Linked DNA regions of Lactuca sativa: region 1 is linked to region 2. Evidence: chromatin contacts called from public Hi-C data. All regions are on one chromosome and are shown on one strand. Each heading gives the region's core, a stretch centred on a gene start, on an enhancer-like site or on the middle of the called end of the contact. The rest is flanking DNA. Distances are from core to core; before and after follow the strand shown. Region 1 holds the start of LOC111915667. Region 2 holds the start of LOC111915686 (UDP-glycosyltransferase 89B2).

Region 1 (7,614 bases), core at 1,782-4,281, 210 kb before region 2:
AAGTAATATGGTTTTAAATAAACCTATATATATATATATATATATATATATATATATATATATATATATATATATATATATATATATATATATATATATATATATAGTAATGCTTAAGCTCCATAGTATGCAAAACGAAAAAATTGCAAGTTTGGTTACTGTGGTATGTGGTATGTATGTTTCGTCCAATATTTTGAAATTGTACTAGTGGTCCAAAACTTTCAATTTGTTCTGAGTTTAGTCTAAAATTTTCAAAACTTTCTTTTTAAAGATAGATTTGCCCTTGTCTTTTCCTTTTTAATTACTTTACCATTTTTCTATTATGTTTCTTTTTTATTGTAGAAAAAAAAAAAAAAAAAAAACAAGCCCCACCCTCTCTCTCTCTCTCCCCCTCTTTTACATATCTTAATATGTGTTTCACAAATAGAAAATACGACCACCACCATCGGCTAGAGTTTTGAACTCCACCATCACCACCAATCAGTACCATCACATGTAGCCTAAAGATGAGATAGAGCACCACCATCCTACCGCCATCTATTTTCAAGCGTAGCACCTTCTCGTTAGATCCAGAAAGATGAAGAAGGGTTCATAAATAGGAGGCTGGTGACGGAGGAGGTCTAACGAAGGAGATATGTTCGAAATTCGCCACCGCTAGCATCGTTGTACAACACATACGCTAATGTCGCTCACTTCGTCGCCACCCCACATATAAGAGGCCCTAGCTCAAGATTTCGCATTTTCAAAAATCCTAACTTCATATTATTCTCTCTTCCAATCTATCGTTCCCTAAAGACGGCTACGAGCTATGAGATACTGAAACCCTAGCGTCACTGCTCATTTAGGGTTTTCCTACATCGTCATATCCTTTGTCTTTCCAGAATTGAAGATGGTGGCGTTGATGTTACACTTTGAGAAGACGATGGGTTTGCTATGAGCAGCGGCTCCGAAGAAGTATATTCAGAACTGTCAAAGGGCCCATACCATATGTTTGTTGTTGGAGCTACACATATGTTCGTTGTTGGAGCTCGGACCACCCTTTTTCGTCTTTCTAGATCCAATTTCGAACTCACATAGACCATCTGGTTTTGTTAGGGTTTGAACGTGCCCATACCATACATTTATTGCTTGTACGTTTACAAATCTTGTTTTTCTTGTGGTTTCAAATCTAGTAATGTGTTGTTATTACAAATCTAATTGTTCTTATGGGTTTAAAAATCTGGTTATTCTTGAGGTTAAAGTTGTAGATCAGGAAAAATAGAATGTTTTATTTTTCAGATAAAAAAGAAAGTGTTTGAATCCAACAGATGATGGTGGTAGGTCTTGAGTTTGAATTTGAAATCGTAGATCTGAAATTATTTTAGTTTTTTGTTATTCAGATATGCAAAATTTGTGTTGCGGTGATGACCGACAGTGGCGGCAGTGACCGACGGTGATGGTGGTGACGGTGACTGACGACAGTGTTGGTGGCGTTTACCGAGGGTGTGATGGTAGTGATATATATATATATATATATATATATATATATATATATATATATATATATATATATATATATATATATATATATATATATATATATATATATATATATATATATATATATATATATGGGTGATGGTGGATTTAGCGGAAGGGTAGTATTTTTTGTTTTTTTTTATAATTTTTGTAATAAAAAAAGTAAACTAAAAAACGAAACTAAAGGGTAAATTTGTCATTTTAAAAAATATCAAATCAAACTTAACCCAACTCTCAACAAAATAAAAGTTTTGGACCACTGATATAACTTCAAAATATTTTGAACCAACCTTTTTTTTTTTGGAACTGACAAATTTTATTAAAAGCAACCCTAACAAGAAGCTAAAGGGTGCCAAATTACAATTCACTTTGAATCTAAGAATTACATAAATAAAAAGGAGTTTTTAGCCATTCCCCCCCAAATAAAATTTCCTTTCCCATAATGATGCTTGATCCAAACGTGAACCACTGATCTAATTCCTTCAAACACCAATTCCGGGGAAGCGAATCTTGTGTTAAGTACTCTCTCATTTCTACCTCTCCAAATACCCCATAATGCACCAGAAATGATTGAATGCAATGTTTTCTTCCGTTTTAGACATTCCCCAAATATTGTCATGTTAGTTAACAACTCCTTTACCCTAGAACATCGTTGAGGTTTGACTCTACACCATTCCCAGATCTGGTTCCAAATTTTTGCAACGAAAGGACATTCCAGTAACAGGTGATCTGCTGACTCCATTCCAAATACACAAGCACTGCATTGTACAGATTGGACCTGAACTCCCCATCTAGAAAGAGCGAGAGCAGTCGGGATTCGGTCCCATCTTGCCCTCCAAATAAAACAACTTACTTTGATGGGTATCCAATTATTCCATTGAAATACTCCATCGGGAATCAGATGGTTTGCCCGGTCAATCCTCCTCCTTAAGGCTGCAATACTAAACTGTCCATCCATTTCAAAATCCGATTCCCATCCTGTTCCCTCTTGGTCTCGCCGAATAACTTCAGAACCTGCAATATTTAATTTCTCCAGTGCAGTTTTGCAATTATCTATGTTTTTCCACACACCACAAATATATCTGGATGACATCCTAGATGGTAGCTGTATATCAATTTTATGAATACCTTTTATAATCCTTGCCCATAATGCACACCTTTCCTTTAAAAATTTCCATCTCCATTTTGATAATAATGCCAAGTTCAGTGACTTAATGGATCCGAGACCTAGTCCGCCCACTTCTTTTGGAGAGAGGATTTTTTCCCATGCCACCCATCGGATTTTTGATGTGTTATTTGATCCTTCCCATATGAAATTCCTCCTTATTCTCTCCATGGTTTCGATAACCCCCACTGGAGCTGCAAAAATTGATAAGTAAAAAAAGGGAAGACTCCCTAGGACTGAAATTGCTAATGTAAGCCTCCCCCCAAAACTCAAAGTCTTTGATTTCCATCCAAAGAGTTTATTGTTAATTTTTTCTATCACTGGCTTCCAGGAGTTTTTGCGGTTCATATTCGCGCCTACTGGAACCTGAGATACGTGAAGGGAATTGAGCTCGACTCACATCCCAAAGGTGACGACCATCTTTCTACCTCATGAGGATCAACACATATACCATAGACTTTCGACTTATTGAAATTAACACTCAACCCAGAGGATACTTGAAAACACTTAAGGATCCTTGCTAAGTTCTTTATATTTTGTTTTGATCATTCACCAATGAAGATGGCATCGTCAGCATAGAATAGGTGAGAGAGATGAATAGTAGAGTTGGGAATAGATATTCCCTGGAAAACTCCTTTTGATATTGCTTCCTTTAACGCAATATTTAATCATTCCATAACCAAAATAAAAAGAAAGGGAGATAGGGGGTCTCCTTGCCTTACGCCTCTTTCTAGTTGGAATTCTGCCGTTGGACAACCGTTCACCAAAACCGATGCCCTAGCTGACTCTAAGCATCCTTTCATCCACATTCTCCATTTTATTCCGAAATTCATTTGTTGCATCATAGGGTCAAGGAAGTTCCAATTCACCGAGTCGAAGGCTTTGTTGAAATCAGCTTTGAAAAGTAACACCTTTTTGTTGGATTTCTTCCCCGATGACCAAATCTCATTTAACCAAACTTTTAATTTTGTCTTTGCAAAAAACTTCTCGGTGTCTTTATTTGGTAGTCCTAAACACTTGTATAGACCTTTTTAAAGGTTGTTAAAATCCCAACGATAAATTAAACACTAGCATAAATGATCATGAAATTCCTTCGATAAATCACACAATGTAAAGTTTCAATTATATTCTATCCATTATTTACTTATAATTAAACTTTATTAATAATATTAATTAATCAAACAAGATAAAAACTCATTAAATCTCTCTCTCTCTCTCTATATATATATATATATATATATATATATATATATATATATATATATATATATATATATAGAGAGAGAGAGAGAGAGAGAGAGAGAGAGAGAGAGAGAGAAAGAGAGATAAGTTCATTTGAGACGGATTTAATTTTGTCAGACCGTGAGACCACTTTTTTCTAATGAAATATTTTAATATTAACTATCACATGGTTAAAAATGGCTTATAATGTAATCTTTGTTACATCTCTTGATAGAATTGAAAATAAACATTTCTAACCAAAGATTATAAATTAACAAAACAAAATAAATCACAAATTTATGTTTTGTGTATGACATGGGTGGGAGTGTGAGATGGTCGTTGGTAGGATTGAGCACAAATCGCACCGCACTTAAAAATAATCGAAAAAATTGTATAAACTAGAACAACAACAAAAACCGATTGTGAGGTTTTTTGCTTTTCAAAAATCGTAAAATTGCTATGAGGTGCAGTTTTTAATTTTCAAAAATCACAAAAACCGTAACGTACCTCATATATTATAATATTATATATATTTTTATTAATTGTTAATATATTGAATATTAAAAATAAATAAATAAGAACTAAAAGTTGAGTCTTTGAGCTGAGCAGGACTTCTCAAAAAAATCTTTTCTATCGTGTTTGCCCTAGTCTCCCTCATGTAGTCATGCTCAAACAATCAATGTTGTCTCCTGCTTAACTCGTATTTTAATATATTTATTGGTAATTATTAATTACATTATGTTTTTTTAAGATATTATTCGTTTGTAATTTAAGTTAATTGTCTTATATTTTATGTTTTTTTAATTATTACAAGTAACATTTTGAGCTATTAAAACCGTTTAAAAAAAGTCTTAATTATTTAAATGAGTCATGAAAAATCATAAATGGTTAACGGTGTCTAAAAACCACACAAAATAATCGTATCAAATCCATGCGGTTAATAATCCGACAACTAATAATAAAATAAAAAACCGCATAACTGTACCGCAAAAATAATTATACCAATCGGTTTTGAAAATAAATTAAACGCATTTACGGTTAGCTGGAAGGTTTTCGCCTATGGATGATTGGCGCTTGCTTCTGTATGAGCTTCTAATAGGCTGATTGTCGAAACGAGACACAAAATGTAAAATGGCGCATGGTTGTGTGTACGGAATATCATTAAACGACATCGTAAAAGGCTTTACCTCATTTTGATGATTCGCATGTCACATGCAAATGTTTGACCCAATTACCATTGAAAAGTTGGCCTGTTGGCCACCGCGCGGTTGTTTTTACGAGAAGCCTAATTCAATTTATGAATACTATATTATAATTTTCGATTGATCTTATTATTTATTATTTTATTTATTTATTTTGAACGGCAACATTATTTAAACAGTATCTATCCTAATAAATGAAAATGTAATTGCCACTTGTCATTCTCTCATTTATTTGGCCACATGTCATTTTGTCATAATTTTGAAATATATTTGTTTTCCACTTGTCAATTACTTCATTATTCATTTCCACTATATCATTAATTTAGTTTCCATAAATTAAACCTACTATAATAACTATTAATTTCAAATTTTAAATTTGAAATTTGAAATTTCAATTTCAAATAAATTTACATTTTAAACATTTGTATTTAACATTTTATTATAATAAATCGTTTAGTACACGGGTCTAACAATTAAACACATAATTTTAATTAATTTATTTTTTGCATTTTTTTTCATAATTTTCACTTATTTCATATTTCAAATTCAAATAAACTTTTCATTTAATTGTTCATGTTTAACATTATGTTTTAATTAACCCGTATAATATACGGGTTTCACAACTAGTATATAATATAACAAACGCATGTAGCCAGGGACTGGTGAGTGAAACAAGTACCCAACGAACTATAATTAAAAAAATATATATATGAAATGAACTCTAACTAGAAACCGACACCACATAGTGCAATAGTAACAAGCTTTGCAAGGAAAACTGAAGTTGGCACCGTCCTTGTATTAAAACCATGAACCAATCTCAATAGTAGCGGAACCATAAATTTTGATACGGGTACAAACATTGTCAAAATATACTTTATGTAATTATCCTTAGGGCCGGTCCAGACGGTGGGCAACCCGGGCGACTGCCCAGGGCCCACGTCTCCAGGGGGTCCAAAAATTTTAGGCTATATAGTTTATATATATAAAAAAAATATTACCTAAATAACTTTTAGTGTCTAAATTTGGTTCAAACTCAAACTAGCTTAAAAGATAAACAATTTGACCTACTTGTTATTGCTAATTGAACGCGTTTATAGTGAAGAATAAATGACTTTTTTTTAATATTTATTATATTTGTCTTTAAGGGCCCCTTTTCTTCTTCTCGCCCCGGGCCCCATATACGTTTGGACCGACCCTGATTATCCTATCCCGGACATTAAAAAACATGGTATAATCTCTTTGGTTGAGTGTACAATAACATATAACATGTGTGTTTGTATGTATGTATATATATATATATATATATATATATATATATATATATATATATATATATATAGAGAGAGAGAGAGAGAGAGAGAGAGAGAGAAATGATCATTTGAGAACTCAAAGTTTCCCGATAACCCGAGAACCAAACCAAGGTCGTTAGATCAAAATAATAAAATTTTAGGATCTTTTGTGGCATTTTTGTAAATACTTGGGGAAAAAACAACACGAGAGCATGATAATTAAATGATTCAGTGGCATCTTAGTGATGAATTACCATGAATCAGGTCAACTCCCACCGTTCTCTCTCTCTCTCTCTCTCTCTCTCTCTCTCTCTCTCTCTCGATATCATCCCACCTCCCACTGTCACATCACCTCCAAAGAATACCCCTTCACTTATGTTTTTCCTCGTCACCGTTATCTTTGGTCGTCGTTGATATGGAAATTGGAATCGATTTCTCGCCTTATGTTCTGATTTGAATGCTCTCGTTGATCTCCTTCCTCAAAATCAATAACGTTTGATGAAATCGGAGATCTGTCGCTTGTAATTCTCTTACAGTCGATCTGCCAATTGGAATCGATTTCTCGCATTTTGTTCCGATTTGAATACTCTTGCTGATCTCTTTCCTCCAAATCAATATAGTTTGATGAAATCAAAAACAAGTCAATCTAGTTTGTTGAAATCGCTATCCATTACAACACTCAGAAGCAACCATAAATCATCTCAGGTTCGTCTTTATCCAAAAACGTTGATGTGTCGTTGTCATACCCTCGGACCAAGGATGGCGGAAACATCCGGGGGTGGAGGACTTCATGTATAGTATCACAACAAATGTATAATAGTGCTCAAAGTAAAACAACCATCATAATTATAATTGAAAAAGTTACACCATAGTATGAGTTTACATGTTTCTTATTCAATTACAAAATGATGACCAAAAACGAAATGTTTGACGATTTAACGTCCCATCCTCAAAAGCTGTAGATTTCCTGTTTCACTGATTTCCTGGGAATACAAGTAATTTTAGAAATGTCAACAATTAAGTTGGTGAGTTCATAAGCTTTTGGATGAAGAGTTTGAAAAATCCTTTGTTTGTGAATGTATTGCATACCAAGAAAACCCCTTATTTTCATTAATAAATGTTATGTAGTCTTAAATCCCAAGACCGAGTGTCTATGTGTTTCGAAATTTTAACGGAGTGTGCAGTTTTAAATAGATAAAACCCTTTTTAAGATAAAAGT
Region 2 (7,018 bases), core at 2,983-5,482:
CAAAAGAGATAATCAAGAAAATGATAAATGAAATGGAATCCCAGCAAAATAGAAGCATCGATCGCGAGGACAAAATCAAAACTAGGATTTCACTTGTAATTTCGTATTAATTGCATAAACTAAATTTATAATTTACTCAAATAATAATTAAGGATGCCAATGTGGGACTATCCCACTTGGTAGAGGCTTTGCCTCTTAAATTGTAAGTCTTGAGTTACAATTTCGTATTCAATTGATAAAACTCTACCATAGTAAGAAGCCACATTAATATTCAATTGATTTCGAGTTCAATGATCATTGAACTCTTTAGTGAGAAAAAATAAAGTTTTCTTATCTTAAATACATACTCCCTCCGTCTTAAAATTATAGCTCATATTTCCTTTTTGATTTGTTCCAAAATAATAGTTTATTTTTAAAATAAATAACATTTTTACAAAAATAATAGTCCACTTAACCAACTAATAATTTAATGGAACATTAAATGCAAAGTATTGACAAAACTGTCATTTTATTGTATAAAGTTATTGGTAATTAATGCTTCTTTAATCTTTGTGTTTTTTGTCTGAGGACAATAATTTTGGAACGGAGGGAGTACTATAAATTAGCTTTTGTAATTCTCTATTGAATTTTGTGGAGTTGAATGTATTGTAGAACAAAATTGATTGAGTTGTATGAAATTTAAAAAAATAATGTGGCAATCTATTGAATTCTATGAAGTTCAACATTATGGATGTCCGAACTTCTGAGTAGCGATCAAAAAAGTAAATAATAATAATAATAACAATAATAAAGTACAAGCTTATACTTTATACAAATATATTATTAATGTGACATTGTTTAGCTTGTAGTAAACAGATCATTATTTATTTGAAACAAGTTATAAATTATTACATTTTTTCAACAAAGTATAATTTCATTTAGACAAAATTGCAAAAATGGTCCCTATGATATGCATTTTTTTGGGGTCTTAGTCCAAACCACGACTTTTTTGGATTGGTGGTTCTTTTGAGGTAGTTTCGTTGCCTTTTAGTCCCTCTGAATAGTAAAATGACTGTAATACCCTTGGGTTATTTATTTTTTATTTTTTCTTTCATTTTTTTAATCTAATTCTAATATATGTATTTTAATAATTAATCAAATAAAAAGGGGTCTCTCTCTCTCTCTCTCTCTCTCTCTCTCCATGAAGCTTAAGTGGAGACCACCAAGAAATCGAACACACACATTTTACAGTTCACAATTACAATTGTAGGATGATTTTGGGCTCAACCATTATCATATCCATATTTTATTTGTCAATGACTATGAATCTTCAGTAAACTTGATTATACGGCACCCAAGCACATCGCACATCTGAAAACCTAGAAACACCACCACTCATTGGCGCCGTAAAAAACCAACCACCATCACAGAAAGAACCCACCACCACCCGCCACTACCGCCACAACCATGGCTGCCACTGAATCTGAATGATTTGGTCAACAATTGAGTCAGATTGATATCTGTAGATATAGGAAAGAACACAACACCGAGAACGATGATTCCTTCGACTCGATCGGGCCGGAAAAAACAAAGATGCCAGGAAGCGTATGCACCATTGATTAAAGCACATATACCTGTTATGTTCGAAATCAAATTGCCAGTAAGAAGAAAGGGGGTGGAGTTAATTTAGCATGGTCGCTAATTTAACAATTATACCACACTAGAAACGTAAGGGGCTAAGCCAAAGAATTGGGAAATTTTGATGATTAAGTATGAGAAAACATAATGAAGGAGTATGAGGGTTATAAGCGTCCATTCAAGAACAATATAAACGAGAACCAGAGTGATATTGTTTTTGTTGTTATGCATCAATAGCAAAGTTGTTTGCAACCATGGCAGGTTTTGTTGCTACAGGGTGTTCCTGCTACACCGTGTTCCTGCGTGTATTTACAAGGTAAAAAAAACATAAAATGTTTAAATCGGAAGAAATGATGAAAAGGATATCTCCTTGAAAAATCAAGGGAATTAATCATTCCATTCCTTACCTTACCTGAGAGAGGGAGGGGGAGAAGTGACGATAGGTGTCGGCGACAAAGTGCAGATCAACGATGATGAAGGTCTGGAAATGGTGGGCGATGCAGGTCCGACTATAATGATGATAGAAATCGTTTGTGCTTCTCATTTCTTGAACCAAAGCTAATGTTCATTTAGGGTGAGTGGTTAATCATGTGGACCAATGTGTGTGGTTTTAGTGTGTGCTTGTAGTTGTCAGGTTATGGGTACACAGAGAGAGAGAGAGAGAGAGAGAGAGAGAGAGAGAGAGAGAGAGAGAGAGAGAGAGAGAGAGAGAGAGAGAGAGAGAGAGAGAGAGAGAGAGAGAGAGAGAGAGAGAGAAGAGAGAGAGAGAGAGAGAGAGAGAGAGAGAGAGAGGACCCCTTTTTATTTATTAATTATTAAAATACATATATTAGAATTAGATTAAAAAAATGAAAGAAAAATAAAAAATAAATAATCCAAGGGTATTACAGTCATTTTACTATTCAGAGGGACTAAAAACGTAACGAAACTTCTTTAAAAGGACCATCAATCCAAAAACGTTATGGTTTAGACTAAAATCCCAAAAAAAATTACATCCCGACTATTTTTGCAATTTTGTCTTTCATTTACGGAACAAGTTGAGGACTAGTTGGTCCAAATCTTTCCACGAACTTCCACCTTCTCCGACAGCTTCCTTCGCGGCTATGGCGAACTCTGTCACTCTTTTTCTTTCCACTCTTGTTTCCTCACTCACCAATTTCCTAAATAGTCGTGCCAACTCACCTGAATCAGGAACGGTATCAGCTCCTTCATATGCTTTGAGACCGACTTTCATCTGGTGCAACAGCATCGCATTGGAGAAGTTATCAGCGCTCATCGGCCATGTCAGCATTAAAACTCCGGCCATCAACGCTTCCATGATTGAATTCCAACCACAATGAGTCAATAATGCAACCACAGCACCATGATTAAGTATCGCCACCTGCGGAACCCAACCTCTGACAACAACTCCCCTGTCGACCACCCGATCTTCGAATCCGTCTGGAATCTTCCCGTAGGCTCCGGCAGCATGTCCTCCGGTGGGTTCCTTCACTGCCCATACGAACTTGACACCGCTTCTCTCTAACCCGACTGCTATTTCCTCCATCTGCTTGTTGGTCAACACAAACTGACTTCCGAAACTTAGGAACACCACCGTGTGAGCAGCACATTTATCGAGCCATGAAAGTACGTCACTAGAGCTTGAACTAGAACCACCTCTTTTGGTAGTATTCTTGCTAGAAGGAAGTAAAGGTCCAACGGAGAACACACGATCATGGCCAGATTCCGCCTTTATGTGATCGAAGTATATCTGATCCAACTCCCTAAACGAGTTGATAATGACTCCCCAACTCGCCATATTGGCACGTAACCCATCTTTGACGAACTCCGTAGTTGGGTCTCCTTCTACGTAGCTCCGGTACACCGGGGACACCTGCCACCATGGGAAGGTTGGGCAGTTGGGGATGTTTGGAAATGAAATCAGAGTGTTGACGTTTGTTGGGTCATCTCTTTTGGGGAGGAAACGCCACAGGGAGTTGATCACAGACAGACCCAAAGCACCGGTGGGAGAAAACACGTAACGGTGGATGCCGAGCTGGCATGCGAGGTTATGCGTCCACCCCAAAAACAAATCGGAGACGATGGCTACTGGCGGAGAAGGGTGGTTGCGGAACCATTCAAGTATGGGGTTGTAGAGATCGCCTAGGGCGACCATCATGTCGTTGAAGGCAGAAAATGGAAGGTCGGAAGCATTCTCGACGCCGGAAGGAATGGAAGGGTGGTATGGGAAGGGTAGGACGAGGCTTTTTATGGTGGTTGGATGAGCGGAGAGAAGAGGGGTTAACTGTGGAACGTTTTTGGGAGTGACGAGTATGGTGATGGATAAACCTCGGGTGGCTAATTGGTGGGTGAGATCAAGGAGAGCAAGCATGTGTCCCTGTGCAGGGTATGGGAATACCAGGACGTGGGCGCCGGTGCCGGAAACTTCCATGGTCAGCGGCGGCGAGCTGTTCGCCAAGGTAGGTCGGGTGGTCTCTGTCCTCCTTGTACATTTATCAAAACTTTTGTCATAATTAAAGAAAATGGGTTGGTAATGAGCACTGATCTTGGCACTACAATGTGGCAAACATTATAAAATCAAATAAAATTTTCAGGCAAAATATAAAAATTGTATTTGGAGCGTTGAATGTTTCAACGTTAATTTTTTATGTGATATGCTTATATTAAGTTAAAGCCAGATTATTAGTAAATTATTTTATATTTTGGAAAGACAGCGTTGAATGTATCAACCTCGACTTTATGTAACTTTGTTTAGACTTTACAACATACACGTATAAATAAGAAAATGTAATGTATGGTATTTATTTGACTACACATTTTCTATTGACCATTATCCAAAAAATGTATAATCTTATTTCTTTTGGCATCTTATAGGCTAGAGCACCTCCAATAAATCATATATCACGTAATAATTTGCATAGTTTTATGTTTTGACTAATTTTTTATTTTTTTCATCGCATCTCTATTAGTTTTATGACTTTATCTAACAAAATAATCATATTAATTTAAATCAGTTTTAATCGTCGACTATTTTTAAAACTTTTTATGAAAGTAACAATTCCCTCCACTTGAGCTCTGTGAATCAGAGAATTCCCTCCTCTAGAACCAGATTATCTATGTTAATATTCTTAATCACAACTATTTTGATTTTGATCGTCGATTTCGGATTCTATAACCCATCTTTCATTGAATATTTTTTAAACCATATTTGGGTCCTCATATACTTCTCTTTTCCAACAAGAACTACAGAAATTAGCACCCAATTTGTCATATCTAGAGTTATTCTATTTAGTTTTTGTTTTGTTAGATCAATCTAACCGTAAAGATCTTATCACTAAAGTTAGGTTCAAATATTTGTCACATTTATTGTTTATTAGAATAAAAATTTAATAAAAATTAAATTATTATTTAATTAAATAAAGATAAATATTAAATGATTTTCATAATTATATGTATATTAAATGATATCCATAATTATAATTTTTTTTATGGAAACTAATTAAATTAATTATTAATATCAACAATCATATTTTTTTAGAATGAATTTGCATATAGTTTTTCTTGTATGAGTTTGTATTTTGTTTCATGACTCATTCACTCAAAATGCAACAAAGTTGACTAAAACATGAAGAATGAGAATGCATTATAGTAGAATGAAAGTTTATTCTAAAAGAATGAGAATATATTTTAACAAAATGAGAGTGTATTTTAGTAGAATACACTCTCGTTCTTCATATTCAAGGCAAATTTGTTGTATTTTAAGTGAGTGAGTCCAAAAAACAAAACACAAACTCATACATGAAAACCTAGATACAAATTCATTATGAAAGAATGTTATTGCTGACATTAATGACGAATTTAATTAGTTTCCATAAAAAAGAGAATTATAATTATAGATATAATTTAATATACATACAATTATGGAAATCATTAATATATATTTATTTAATTAAATAATTATTTAATTTTATAAAATTCTTATTTGTGTATTTTAACACACAATATATATAAAAAACACATGAACCAAGCCCCTTACCCTTACCATAAGTTCTCCCAAATTTGCTGATAAATTAAGGTTTTTATGTTTATGGGTGTCATCGTGATCAGTTAGTCGATTTTTGGTTTCTAGGTTTTAATCTAAAAAATTATATAGTTATCTAGTCTTGGTGGGTTTCATTTTGAGTTTGGTGGGGATGTTTATTGCTTACCGGTCCCAAATCTGCCACACGAATGGATTATTAGAGGGAGTATTTTGGGATTGTCGAATGGTTTGGTGGGGAGTTTTGGACTACAGAAAATGCACGAGAGTTTTCATCTGCTGTAAAAGGAGAGACACTCGAAGGTACTTTTTTTAACTTCTTTGATATAAAAATAACACCAGTTGATTCATTTTGATTTGATATTGTTTTCCAGACACAATAAGAACAGTTGAAGGGTATTCAAACATAATTGTGATGAAGCCTTTTGAAAGTGGTGATGCTAAAAAGGTAGCCATGACAGCTCACATTCTTGTTATTAATGTTGGTTAGGTATATATACACACTTTATTCTTTTGTTCTTCACTACAAGAAAAAGTCGAAATAACTACGGAAAAATTCCGTAGCTAAAACATGATATTTGTAGTGACAAAGAACATGGTTTGACATGCGGAATTAAAGCTTGCACAATTGAACATGGTGATTTGGGTGATCAAGAGATGAATTGATTGTATATGGTGTTACAAAAAGGATCTAGATCTAGACTACATAAATAACACACACTTACACACTCACTTTTACATCTCTCAAGCACACCTCTACAAGTGGTATGAACCCACCTTATATAGAGGTGTTTACATGTCTCTCGCTCACTCTCACTGACACATGTGTCAAAAGGCAAATACTCCACATGCAAGTGGGTTTTACAAAAGTCAAACATTTACAAAGTCAATCATGAATAACCTTGCACCCCAACATTCTCCCCCTCAAAGTTAGGAATGAATGACCCACTTCAATTCTTCCAAAGTCGAGCAACTACGCGGTTCGAGCCTCAAAGGTGACACATGTTGAAACGAACTTCAGTCTTCAATTCTTCCACGATTCTTCAATTTGGGCTCTAGGATGTGAGACCATACAATCCGAGCAGCAACGAATGATTAATTCCAAGTAATCACCCAAAAGTTGCGCATAAAAACACACCCTAAAAATCTTCAATAAAACCAAACCCATTTCAAATACATCACCTCCGAACTTCCAATTGTATCATCTCGTAAGCTTCAAAACTTCAAGATCACTTCGGTCTTCAAATCCGCGTAATATGAAAAATTCAAGTTCGAATTTCCATATAAAACTTCTCCCCCTTTTTATAATCGAAATTTGATTATAAAACTCCAAGGAAAAAGAACATGCTCTATTTGGAATTT

The links. Hi-C and Micro-C count contacts between places; a contact is called where the count stands out from the background.
Region 1: a contact with region 2 is called in a Hi-C map of leaf, with 4 times the contacts expected there. The contact joins the promoter of LOC111915667 here to the promoter of LOC111915686 in region 2. A contact is called at or near these places in 3 of 4 Hi-C or Micro-C datasets (leaf and seed).

The regions. Positions count from the first base shown.
Region 1 is chr1:18,863,106-18,870,719 of Lsat_Salinas_v11, reverse strand. It overlaps LOC111915667, which reads right to left and starts at 3,031. Exons shown (of 1, transcript XM_023911304.1): 1 at 1,901-3,031. The coding sequence starts at 3,031. The coding sequence ends at 1,901.
Region 2 is chr1:18,653,964-18,660,981 of Lsat_Salinas_v11, reverse strand. LOC111915686 (UDP-glycosyltransferase 89B2) reads right to left here and starts at 4,232. Exons shown (of 1, transcript XM_023911317.3): 1 at 2,527-4,232. The coding sequence starts at 4,048. The coding sequence ends at 2,639.